Linked DNA regions of Mus musculus: region 1 is linked to region 2. Evidence: chromatin contacts called from public Hi-C data. All regions are on one chromosome and are shown on one strand. Each heading gives the region's core, a stretch centred on a gene start, on an enhancer-like site or on the middle of the called end of the contact. The rest is flanking DNA. Distances are from core to core; before and after follow the strand shown.

Region 1 (5,601 bases), core at 875-3,374, 200 kb before region 2:
CGGTGGTGTGCATAGCATCTGGGAATGAGCTACAGCTCAGAAGTCTTTGTCCATCTCTGGTTGGCCCTAGCTTGCTTGGGTGCATCCTTCCAGGAGGCCCTTTGATGCTAGATATCTTTGAACCACAAGTAAATCCCAACCACCCAGAGTATGGGGGCAGATTGCATTTGGCAAAAGCAAACACACTCCACAGATGATAGCCTCAGACAGACGGCGGCTATCAAGACATTTAATCAGAGGGCTCTGGCATTTCAGAATTTGAGGGTTTGGAGTTTTGTTGGCTTTGGGGAATAGGCAGAACTTAATAAGCCAATAAATTATTCTTCAGCTCTCTGGTGCAAGCTGTAAATAGCCTTTGACAGGTTCTGCCTGTCATCTTATGAAGAGCATTAACCCTCTCTCTAACATCTTTTTCTGAAGGAAAAGCATTTCCAAATATACATATTAATTACAAAATAATAAGACAAATGAAAGATTACAAAGGCAGTTGCATTTTTTCTTTTTCCGGAATCAAAAAGAATTGTTTAAAATATTTTTAAAGTACATTTTTTTAAACTTTTTATTAATTTACATTGTGTTTTGGCAACAGGCAAATTCGGCTTCTTACCAAATAGTGACTGGAGGGGGAATGTCACTGTTTAAATTTAGAGATCTTAATCATTTAGTTGGGAAGCAATTTTGCCTCTCTCTCTCTCTCTCTTTGAAAGCATTGCTGAAACCAGAGCATTATAGTCTTGCTTAAAAGGAAACAATAATAAATATAATCGAGGGTTTTCCATAACACGTAATTGCAATCACGGGGCCTGCTGGAGAAAAAAATATATCCTCCACATGATGTAGTCAGTCTAATATTATTTACCATACCTATTTAAATTAGCTCAAACCTTCATCAAGCATGTTCTATATGCCATGCACTGTGCTAAACACGAATACTGCAATATTGGCTAAGAGTCTAATTTTTATAGCAGGCTTATATGCTTTGTGCTAAGCACACCAACAAGCCAGGGCCCTGAGGCCCAACAAAACAAAACACAACTTGAACATATTTATTTTCGAGTTTAAAAATCCTATGTGTTTGTGCATGTGTGGGCATGTGTATGTGTTTGTGCATGTGTGGGCACGTGTATGTGTTTGTGTGTGTATGGGTGCTTGAGGTATGGGTGTCAGATCACCTGGAACTGGAATTATAGGTGGTTCTGATCTGCCCTGCTTCAATGCCGAGACCAGAGCGTGGCCCTCTGACAGCAGTACAAGCTCTTAACTGCTGAGTCGCCTTTCTAGCTCCCTAGCCCAAATCTTTTTAAAGATGTGGTTATTGTCAATGGGAGTGCAGTGAATTTTGCATTCAGAAGAATGCAGACATTGTTTTTACCTCCACTCTTCCCCCTTTCACCCATAGTTGACCCACAATACCCTGGACATGGATAGAAATCCAAGGGGCTTGGGAATGGACTTGGTGCAGAAGTCAAGGTGATATGAGGCATTTTCCCAAGCACATGGCTGGAACAAGAAGGGTGAAAAGCAGTCTTCTGGTTTTGGACTATCCTGGGTGGTGGTTCAAGATTTGGTGGCTGAAGAAGTGCTTGGTGACAGGAGCCTGGTATAGCTGTCCCCTGAGAGGCTTTGCCAGTGCCTGACCAATACAGATGGGGATGCTCGAAGCCAGCCATAAGACTGAGCATGGGTTGTGGGGGCAATGGATGAGTTAGGGGAAGTGACTTTAAGGAGCTTAAGGAGATTGCAACCTCATAGAAAGAACAACAATATCAACAAACCAGACCCCGCCCCCCACCCCCACCCCCCAAGATCTCTCAGGGACTAAACCACCAACCAAAGAGTACACTCCAGCTTCATATGTAGTAGAGGCATCAATGGGAGGGGAGGCCCTTGGTCCTATGGAGGTTTGGTGACCCAGTGTAGGGGGATGCTAGGGCGGTGAGGCAGAATTGGGTGGTTGAGTTGGAAAGGGGGATGGAATGGGGGCTTGTGGAGGGGAAACTGGGAAGAGGAAGAACATTTGAAATGTAAATAACCAATTAAAAAAATTTTCGTGGCTGATGCAGGGAGAGGTTATACCACAAGGGGGCACTATTGCTGCATACGTTTCAAGGCGGTGCTGTGGCAGGGCTGGCTAAAGATCTGCTCCTAACAAAGGACGTCCAGAGACTGTAATCAGGAAGGCTACCCGGAGAGGACAAGCCAACTCCTCCACAGAAGGAGAATAGGAGACTAAGTTTGTCGTGGGAAGGCTCTAGACTAGAGCATTTCAAAGGATCAGGGCACGTGGGAACCTGTGGAGACTGACTTGACAAATCCACTGGACTGACTTAGGCAGCTCAAGCATTTAGCTAAAAATTAATCTGTACCGTTTGAGGAGATTGCTGGGTGAAATCACGAGTCTGCAGGCTGAGCTGGGCAATATGTTATCTCTGAAGTAGTCAGGCCCCATTCAGTCTGCTGCAGGCCCCAATAAGAAAGACTTAAAGAGAGAACTTGGGGACTGCCTGACTCTTTGAGCTGGGACAGTGGCCTTCTGCTGCAGGGCTCTGCCGGTCTCCAGCGTCCTGTGCGCCAAGTGCACATCTTGGGAATTCTCAGCCTCCATAACTATGCCATGCAGTTAATATGCATGCATGTATATATGATTGTATCTATTATATACACATACTATGTGCTTTATTAGTGTATATACACTATATTAGTACACACATATGTCTGTATGTCTATAATATGTACACATGTTTATATATTCTTTTGGATTTATTTCTCTGGAGAAGCCAGACTATACAGCTTTTACAGAACAGCGTTTGTCTTATATACATAGGGTTAGGAGATGTTTGGCATAGTTTGTGAGCTTTGTAAAGTAGGCCGGCTCTAAATGGCTAAAACCATATTTGGCCTGGCAGACAGGCATAAACAACAGGGGAGATGTGGAGGACCATCACACAGGGCTCATTACAAAACAACCGTAAAGGGAAAGAGGAGGACCCTAAATTAGGAAAAGTCTCAACACTAACAGTTATCAATGCAATGAGCCGAGGGCCTTACATTCCAGATGAACTCCCTGTCACCCTTGCTTGTCCAGGTACAACAAGGGCTCAGCTAGCAATAGCAATAGGAACGAATAGAGTCACCGTGAAAAGCATCCTGGAAGGTCCCCCAAAAGTTAAATCTAGGGTACCATGGGATCCAGTCATTTTTCTAGTCCCATTCCCTAACAGACCAACAGACTCAAAGAGACCCTCATGTGTCCACGTTGTGAGCTAGCATCCTCATTTCTAGAACAGGTGCCTGTCAGAGAGGGACAGATGAGCAAGACATGGTCCATATGTGTATCAGGGAATGCAAGCCGCAACTTCTAATATACATACAGAGTCAGCCTTTGAGGAGACAAGAGTCCTGATCCATGCTTGGCCAGCAATGACCTCTGAAGCAATCCTGGATGGAATGAGGGGATTGTAAAAGGACAAACATCATATGATTCTATTTACCTGAATTCCCCTAGTAGCTAGACTCATGAGTCAGAGGGTGGAACAGTGGCGGCAAACCTGGAATCCCAGCACGGGGAAGGTGCTGAGCATTTCTGCTCTATGAATTTTAAGTCTTGCTATTGTGGGATGCTATGAGATGTTTGGGAGGACAATCCTGCCTGCTGCCTCTGGACTTCACATGGGCTGCTGAGCCTATGATCCTGACTGTGACCATCTCCCCCAGGCCTCCCCAGGCCAGGCTTCTTCATGATGGTGGCTGCGTTCCCTCTACAGTAGCAGCCAGTGCCAGTTGCCAGTGGCACCTCATGGATTCATGTTTCTGCTCTGTTTCCTTAGCCTACACTGCGAACATAGACAAGCAGAGACTACCCAAGTCACTTGGAAGGTCGAGGTAAGACGATCAGGAATTTGAGGCTAGCCTTGACTTGAGAGAGAGAGAGAAATAGAGAGACAGAGAGACAGAGAGGAACAGAGAGAGAGAGAGAGAGAGAGAGAGAGAGAGAGAGAGAGAGAGAAAGAGAGAGAGAGAGAGGGAGGGAGGGAGACAGAGAGACAGAGAGAGAGAGAGAGAAAGTACATGCTCACGAGAAGGCTTTAGGTAGGCCCTACTATTGGGAATGGGAGGGTGTTGGTGGTGCATTGAGGGTTTATCCTAGACAGCTTACCAAGAGCCTTATGTAGCTGGAGGGGTGTGTGTGTGTGTGTGTGTGTGTACCAGTCACATCACATTTGTACTAAATGAAGGGTCAATTCCAGCTTTGTCCCTTTGGCACCAATTACAGTAATTCCTCAACTCATCCGCGGGGGGAGGGGGGGGTTGGGGAGGGCTTCCCTTCTGATCTTTGTGATAAGAGTTGAGCAAGGTTTGTGATAGCTAAAATCCAGCACAAACTGTTTCAAATAGCCCTAGGGGATGCTGCATCTTTAAGGCAGCCAGGAAGGCAAGGGAAAGCCCAATGTGAGTCAAATTGCCCATCTCCAGCATAGGAGGGTGTGGGGGCTCATACCTATAAACGTAACACTTGGGAGGCAGAGACAGGAAGATTGGCAAAGCTTATGAAGCTAGCCTGGGCTACAAAGTAATTTTTAGGCCAGCCTGGGCTATGGTGTGATACTTTGTCTCAAAACAAAACAAAGTACCTTTAATTGTAGCACTTGAGAGGCAGGAACAGGCAGATATCTGAGTTTGAGGCCAGCTTAGTCTACTTAGTGAGTTCCAGGAGAGTATGGAGGTATGTAGGGAGGCGTCTCAAAAACAAAGAAACAAGCAACAAATATTGGGGCTGGAGAGACGGTTCAGCACTTAAGAGCACTGGACCGCTCTTGCATAGGACTTAGGTTGGTTCCCACATGGCAGCCCACAACTATTTGTAACTCCAGAGCCTGACCAATGCCCTCAGGCTCTCTGTGAACACCAAGCATCAGTGTGGCACACAAACATACATATAGACAAATACTCATACAGATTCTAAAAAACAACAAACAAACAAACAAAAACAACACAGGGCTGGAGAGATGGCTCAGCAGCTAAGAGCACTGACTGCTCTTCCGAAGGTCGTGAGTTCAATTCCCAGCAACCACATGATGGCTCACAATCATCCGTAATGAGATCTGATGCCCTCTTCTGGTGCTGTCTGAAGAGAGCTACAGTGTACTTATGTATGATAATAAATAAATCTTTGGGCCTGAGCAAGCAGGGACTGAGTGAGCAGAGTTGACTAGAGCAAGCAGAGGTCCTAAAAATTCAATTCCCAACAACCACATGAAGACTCACAACCATCTGTACAGCTACAGTATACTCACATACATAAAATAAATACAATAGATCTTTAAAACAACAACAACAAAAATAGGCCATGTGTGGTATCGCATGACTTTAATCCCAGCATTTGGGAGGCAGGGGCAGGTAGACCTCTGTGAGTTTGAGGCTAGGCCTGGTGTACAAATTGAGTTCCAAAACAGAGAAACCTACAGAAAAATCCTGTCTCAAAAACAAACAAGAGAAAAACAGAGAAAACAAAACAAACAAACAAATAAAAATCCTTAAAGCTGGGCGTAGTGGCGCACGCCTTTGATCTTAGCACTCGGGAGGCAGAGGAAGGTGGATTTC
Region 2 (5,935 bases), core at 3,172-5,671:
CTGACAGCTACTGATAATCATAAAGATAAATTATTTTAAAGCAATTCTTTGATCTATCCATAATTTTACCAATTATTAAGATGAAATCAAATTTGTATGCTAATGGTATGGATATGCATGCTTATTTTTTAAAATATTTACTTATTTTTGGCTTTCATGTATCGGTGTTTTACCTGCATGTAAGTGTATTATGTATTATGTACCAATCGTTCTAAACTGGAGTTACAGACAATGTGGACCACAATGGGGGTGCTGGACTGAGCCTAGGTCCTCTTTTAAGAGCCACAAGTACTTTTAACCATTGAGCCATCTTTCCAGCCCCATATTTATTATACATAAATAATCAAATATTAATTATTTGATGCAGCAGGACAAACTGCATCTTCAATATTTTTCAGAACTGACTGATACTTTTGTAATTCTTGATTCAGAGAATGCTACTTCATATAAATACAGCATAAAAACCAGCAGAATTATGCAGAGGACCACTTAAATTGTTGGAAGTTCTGCCCTGATCCCAAGCCAAGATTCACGTTCATCTGAAGAAAATGTTATCAGGTGGAGCTGCTGTCCGTGAGCTATGCGTCAACATCCTCTGGTAATGGTATTTTGGGGCTGATAGTTTAAGGGTGTGCTTTTTCCTCTCTTTAACGAGAGCAACTGTAATTGTATGAATGCAGAAGAATTTGAAGTTAAAACAAAGGACTTCCTTACCAATTGTACATCAAGATCAACGTATGTTTCCTTATCTGAGGGGTTCTGACCAAGTCCAGGAACGAAGGGTTCAATTTCATGCCAGTATCCTCATCTGCCGTCAGGCTCTAAGAGAAGGGCAAGAAGGGGGTTTTCTGTTAGAAGGGGTCTGGGTCCCAAAGGGAATAGCAGTTGCACTTAACCATCAGGGGTTCAGTCCTGTGTTGGCTCAGTCCTGTGGTGTCTTATTTAGTCTTTACCCTAGAAGTTAGGGTGTGTTTTTCACTCCATTGTACAAAAGAGGGCCTGGGACATAGATCAATTATGTCACTCATGGCATGTGATTCATAAGGTACAATGGGTACCATGGAAATCCTCTGTGGTCCTGAGGGACCCGTATGGACCCATCTGTGGCTAAGCAGGAAGGAAGCTCAGGTTTGAGCCTGTGACACTGGGACAGCAACAGCATCACTTGGAGCTCAGTAGGAATCAGTACCAAGAGGCTGAGGAGAAGGCCCAGCAGTTAAAGCACCTGTCTTACAAGCATGGGGACTAGGGTTCAGTTCTTCAGAATCAATCTCAATGCTGGGTGGGTGTGGTCACCAGCCTGTAATTCCCAGAGCAAGTTAGCTAGCAAGACTAGCCTCATCCATGAGCTCTGGGTTTGATTGAGGGACCTTGCCTTAATGAATAAGGTAGAAGAGTGATAAAAGATGATTACTGACATCAACCTAAGGTCTAACACACACACACATACACACACACACACACACACACACACACACACACACACCCCACATGCACATACATACACACATGCACAAATATGGTCTCTGAGTCTTTCAAATCAAGTCATATAAATGTCAAAATCTTACAGTTATCCTACTAACCTATGCTGCATTCTCGTTCAGAAATGATTTACTCTTATCTATACAGAATTTTCTTTTTATTGTTTTCTTTTGAAACATCATCTCTGCCTGGGGTAGCCTTGAACTCACTCTGTAGCTAAGGATAACTTCAACTGCTGAGCCTCCTGCCTCTACCACCTCCGAATGCAGGAGTTATTGGCATGCACACACAAAGGTTTGTGCAGCACCAGGAATTGAACCCAGGGCTTCATGCATGCTAGGCAAGTACCATATGAACTGAGCTACATCTCAACCCTGAACATAATTTTCTATTACAACCCATTTCTCCTCTCTAGGTCCATCAGATGAACAGGGTTGAGTTCAGAGCACTGAGGTCTACTAATGGCAAAATCTGAAACAGACCAAATGGCTACATGCAAAATAACCTATGCTATTATTTGAGTTCAGAACTCTGCTTCATGGATCTAGACCCTGTCCTGGAGAAGCTGGACACAGGAAACAGAACAGCACTGGCTGAACCAGAGTGGCCAGTAAAACCTTGAGCTGCACGAGATAGAAACAGCTCCTTCTCTGACTTGTTTTTAAAAATCTGCTTTATTTTTGAGTCTGATGTTTGCCATCTGTTCATTCTCTCAGGGAACATGAGTCTTGTGTATGAAATTTTCTAATGTATTTTCCTACAGTGCGGCCAAAATGCAAGGAGGTGGGCCCCATGCCTCTCTGCTGGGATCACTAGTACACGTGGCATGTTTTCTGCACCCTCCCTTCTCAGTACCCAGCACTTGACACCTAAGCCTCAACTCACCTGAAGAGAGACTGGCACCGATTTTCCATTTTTCTTAGCAATATGCTTAATGATTTTCATGGCTTTTGCATTTTTGTTCTGGGAGATCAACCATCTTGGAGACTCCGGTATGCACCTAGGGTATAAGACCAGGGAAGGGGTACCTTGCTGCCTGTCCACTGCCAAGCCACACAGTTGAGTTTCTGGGAGCACTTTGCATTGGGAGGTTCAGTTGGATCTTCTGAGTAGGCCAAGAATACTGGGCAGGGCATGTGGGGCTCTGTCTTCTCTTAAATGCTGATTTGTCTGTCAGTCCATGTCTGGGAAGCCTTCAGGCCTCTTCCTCAGAGACGCCTGAACAGCAGCACATGAGCTACTAAGCAGGGAGCAGCTGAACACGCAGCTTGTGTTACCGCAAGGCCGGATGAGGAGGGGCGAGGAGGGGCAGGGAGAGGTGGGAAGGGGTGGGGAGGGGGGAGAAGGGGTGAAGGAGGAGTGGGGAGCAGTGGGAAGGGGTGAGTAGGGGTAGGGATAAAGAGGGGTAGGGAGGAGTGAAGGAGGAGTGGGGAAGGGTATGGGGGTGAGGAGGTGTGGGGAGGTGTGGGCCTGAGGACTTAGGTCAAGGAATAGAGAGGGAGTTGCAAATCATCTTTGAACGAAGCAAGGATATATATGATGTATATAATATAGATCAAGCATTAAATACTATATGATACACAGTTGATATATGGTTATATGGCCATATATTATAGGTAATATGTTACATGTTATATTATGCCAGATGAATTTTATATATGTATATATTTCATTCTGAAAAAGTGAGGTGAGCTTCTGAGATCAGGTAGTGGGCAGAATGCAGAAACTGGACTGAAAGTTTTGAGCTTGACCTAGCAGGCTTAAAAGGGCCCTGCAAGTCCTAGGGTGTTGTTCTAAGCAAGCACTCTGGGTCCTGACCTAGCAGGCTCAAGCAGCCACTGCAAGTCCCCAAGGGCCTATGTCTTGAAGCCCACAGAACAGTCAAGGTCAGGGTGAATGTAGGCAGGGGGTGGGGTAGGAGGGGCAGCCAGCTATTTTGGAAGCTAGAAGGGCTAGGCTTACTGGGTTAAAGGCATAAGAGCTGGAAGTCTTGGTGGCTCACTGCTCTGGGAAAAGTAGAGCCTAGAGGGACCTGGGCTGGATCTTTTTGTAGGAGGGCCATGTGGAAGAGGACCATGGTGACAACTGCTTGGTTAAGAGGGGTCAAGAGCCAGAGTGTAGCCTGCTCAGCCACACCACTGGGATGCTGTAGGGTCATTTTTTTTTCTAGCTGCCCATGATAAAGTTCTAACAGCCTATTCACTGTTGCTTGATCTTGGGAAGGGGGACAAAGACTGGGGCTTGGGAGAAGGTAGGAATCTGGACAGCTTACAGGTGGAGGACAGATGGTCTAGGCTTTCCTGGGAACACCAGGGGAAGAAACTGGCTCAACCCAAGCTGAGATGTGTCACTGTGGGCTCACTCAACAGCTCTGCTAGATGCACACATAAGGGTTATCTGTGTTTATGTGAAGTTTGGATAATCACTCGGGCCTTACTGTGGGAGTGCCTTGGACAGGAAGTTACCACAGAGCCTGGTATTATGTGATCTACAGAGATGCAGCCACAGGTTTACTGATGTTGGGGAGACCCCACCAGGACTGGGAAGGAATTAATAGAAGTTTCTGGAGAGATGAAGATTTAATCAGAACTGCCTGTGGCCCCCACCCCTACATCTGTTCCTGAAGCCCCCTTTTTTCCTATAGTGGTACCAGTTTGCTCCTTTTGTTTCAGCTTTTCTGCTCTAAGATTGGTGATTCATTTCTGTCCTTTTGTTTTAGACGTGTATGTGTGTGTGTGTGTGTGTATGTGTGTGCGTGTGTGTATGTGTGTGTGTGTGTGTGTGTGTTAGAGAGAGAGAGAGAGAGAGAGAGAGAGAGAGAGAGAGAGAGAGAGGTCTCTCCAGCCCCTGAGAGAATCATTTACCACACTGCCTGACCATCTTAGAGTTTTTATAAAGGAGTAACTGGGTAACAAGGGAAAACACTGTTGACTTTTAAGAAGGGCGTGCCATCCAAATTGGACACCAGCTGCTGGGAGCAAACCATCAAATAAATAACAGGAACTAAAAGAAACAGGTCACAAAAGTCTTAGGCCCAACCTAAAGAACATTGGATTTCCAGCAGGGGACTGTGTAGTTTTTATGTCTTCCTGTGACACAGGCCTGGAGAACAAAACCTTGCCATTTACAAGCAGGGTGTTCATGGGGAAGGAAGACTTGGATGACATAGATTATTCTGATTTGTCTTCTTTTTGTTCTCAAAAGACTTACCAGAAATAGAGCAGGAAGCAGAAGTTGGGCAGAGTCACGGCAAATTGCAGCCACCTCCAGTTGGGAAGGGCATAGGCCACTCCAGCCAGGATCAGGAGCCCAACAGTAAAGGCGATTTGGTAACAAATCCCTACTGTTCTGCGATAGCCCAGCCCAACAAATTCTGTAACTAGAGAAAAGAATTCATGTGGTCAGCAGGATGAGCCAAAACTGACTCCCAACCTTATGCCAACCAGCTTAAAAATACAGGCTTAATTTTCTATACAGCTCTCCAAACAATTTAAAATGTGTGCGTGCGTGCGTGCGTGTGTGTGTGTGTTGTATGGTATTTGTGTGGTATGTATGTGTTGTATGTGTGGTGTGTGTGTGGTGTGTGTATATATGTGTGTTGTGAGTGTATGTGTTTGTTGTATATGGTATGCATGTGTTATGTGTGTGTGTTGTGTGTATATGTGTGTGAGTTGTGTGTGTATGTGTGTGTTTTGTGTGTGTGTGTAGTAGTAGTAGTGGGCATTTCGTTGCAGTTATTACTGCTGTATTAATTATAAACTTGCATTAACTGAACCTTATTAACAAAATGAGCAAATCTTTTTGACTTTTAGAATAATTTCAGCACAAAGATAGGTATAGTACCTCATGCCTATAATCCCAGTACTTGAGAGGCAAAGGCAGAGGGAGAGGCAGAAGCAGGAGGATTCTTATAAGTCCAAGGCCATTCTAAATTACATACATACTTTTGTGTCAAAAAACAAAATAAAAATAGCAACAATAATAACAAAAGAATTTCAGGGGCTGAAAAATGGCTCAGTGGTTAAGAGCACTTGCTGTTTTTGCAGAGGAGCTAGTTCAGTTTCCAGCACCTCTGTCAGGTCACTCACAGCCACCTCTAACTCCAGTCTCAGGGGATCTGACACCGTCTTCTACTCTCCATAGGTACCTGCTCATGTGTGGCATATACACACATACACACAAAAATAAAATAAAATAACATAAAATAAAACAATATTTTTAAAATTTCAGGGATGAATGTAATTGCATTTTACACAAAATTCACACAAAAACCAGGCAGTAATAATGCAAAGCATGAACAAATTAATTAAGAACTGAGTTTGGGTCACACACATATGTTTCATATATCAATGGAACTTTCCAGACAAGTTGCTCTCTTACACAAATAAGTACTTAGTGATTCTGTTTATTTTTTGTAATGGACTTAGAAACCCTGTGGTGGGCAGGGGCAGGA

Evidence for each region. Hi-C and Micro-C count contacts between places; a contact is called where the count stands out from the background.
Region 1: a Hi-C map of regulatory T cells shows a contact between it and region 2, with 5 times the contacts expected there. The contact joins two enhancer-like sites. A contact is called at or near these places in 8 of 484 Hi-C or Micro-C datasets (CD4 T cells, the G1E-ER4 cell line, differentiating embryonic stem cells and 4 more) and 1 of 115 datasets of contacts at active chromatin or transcription factors (regulatory T cells).

What each region holds. Positions count from the first base shown.
Region 1 is chr17:12,807,149-12,812,749 of GRCm38.p6, reverse strand. All of the region lies in intron 1 of Airn (antisense Igf2r RNA), which reads right to left. Among named protein-coding and RNA genes, the nearest start is that of Igf2r, 40 kb to the right of the region's middle. Within about 2 kb of position 2,124, at least 125 of the 459 cell types and tissues checked have an H3K27ac peak or open chromatin away from gene starts, as enhancers often do. A contact at or near this core is called in regulatory T cells, where this site is marked.
Region 2 is chr17:12,604,852-12,610,786 of GRCm38.p6, reverse strand. It overlaps Slc22a2 (solute carrier family 22 (organic cation transporter), member 2), which reads right to left. Exons shown (of 11, transcript NM_013667.3): 4 at 4,693-4,861; 5 at 2,368-2,482; 6 at 715-821. Among named protein-coding and RNA genes, the nearest start is that of Slc22a2, 24 kb to the right of the region's middle. Within about 2 kb of position 4,421, at least 16 of the 459 cell types and tissues checked have an H3K27ac peak or open chromatin away from gene starts, as enhancers often do. A contact at or near this core is called in regulatory T cells, where this site is marked.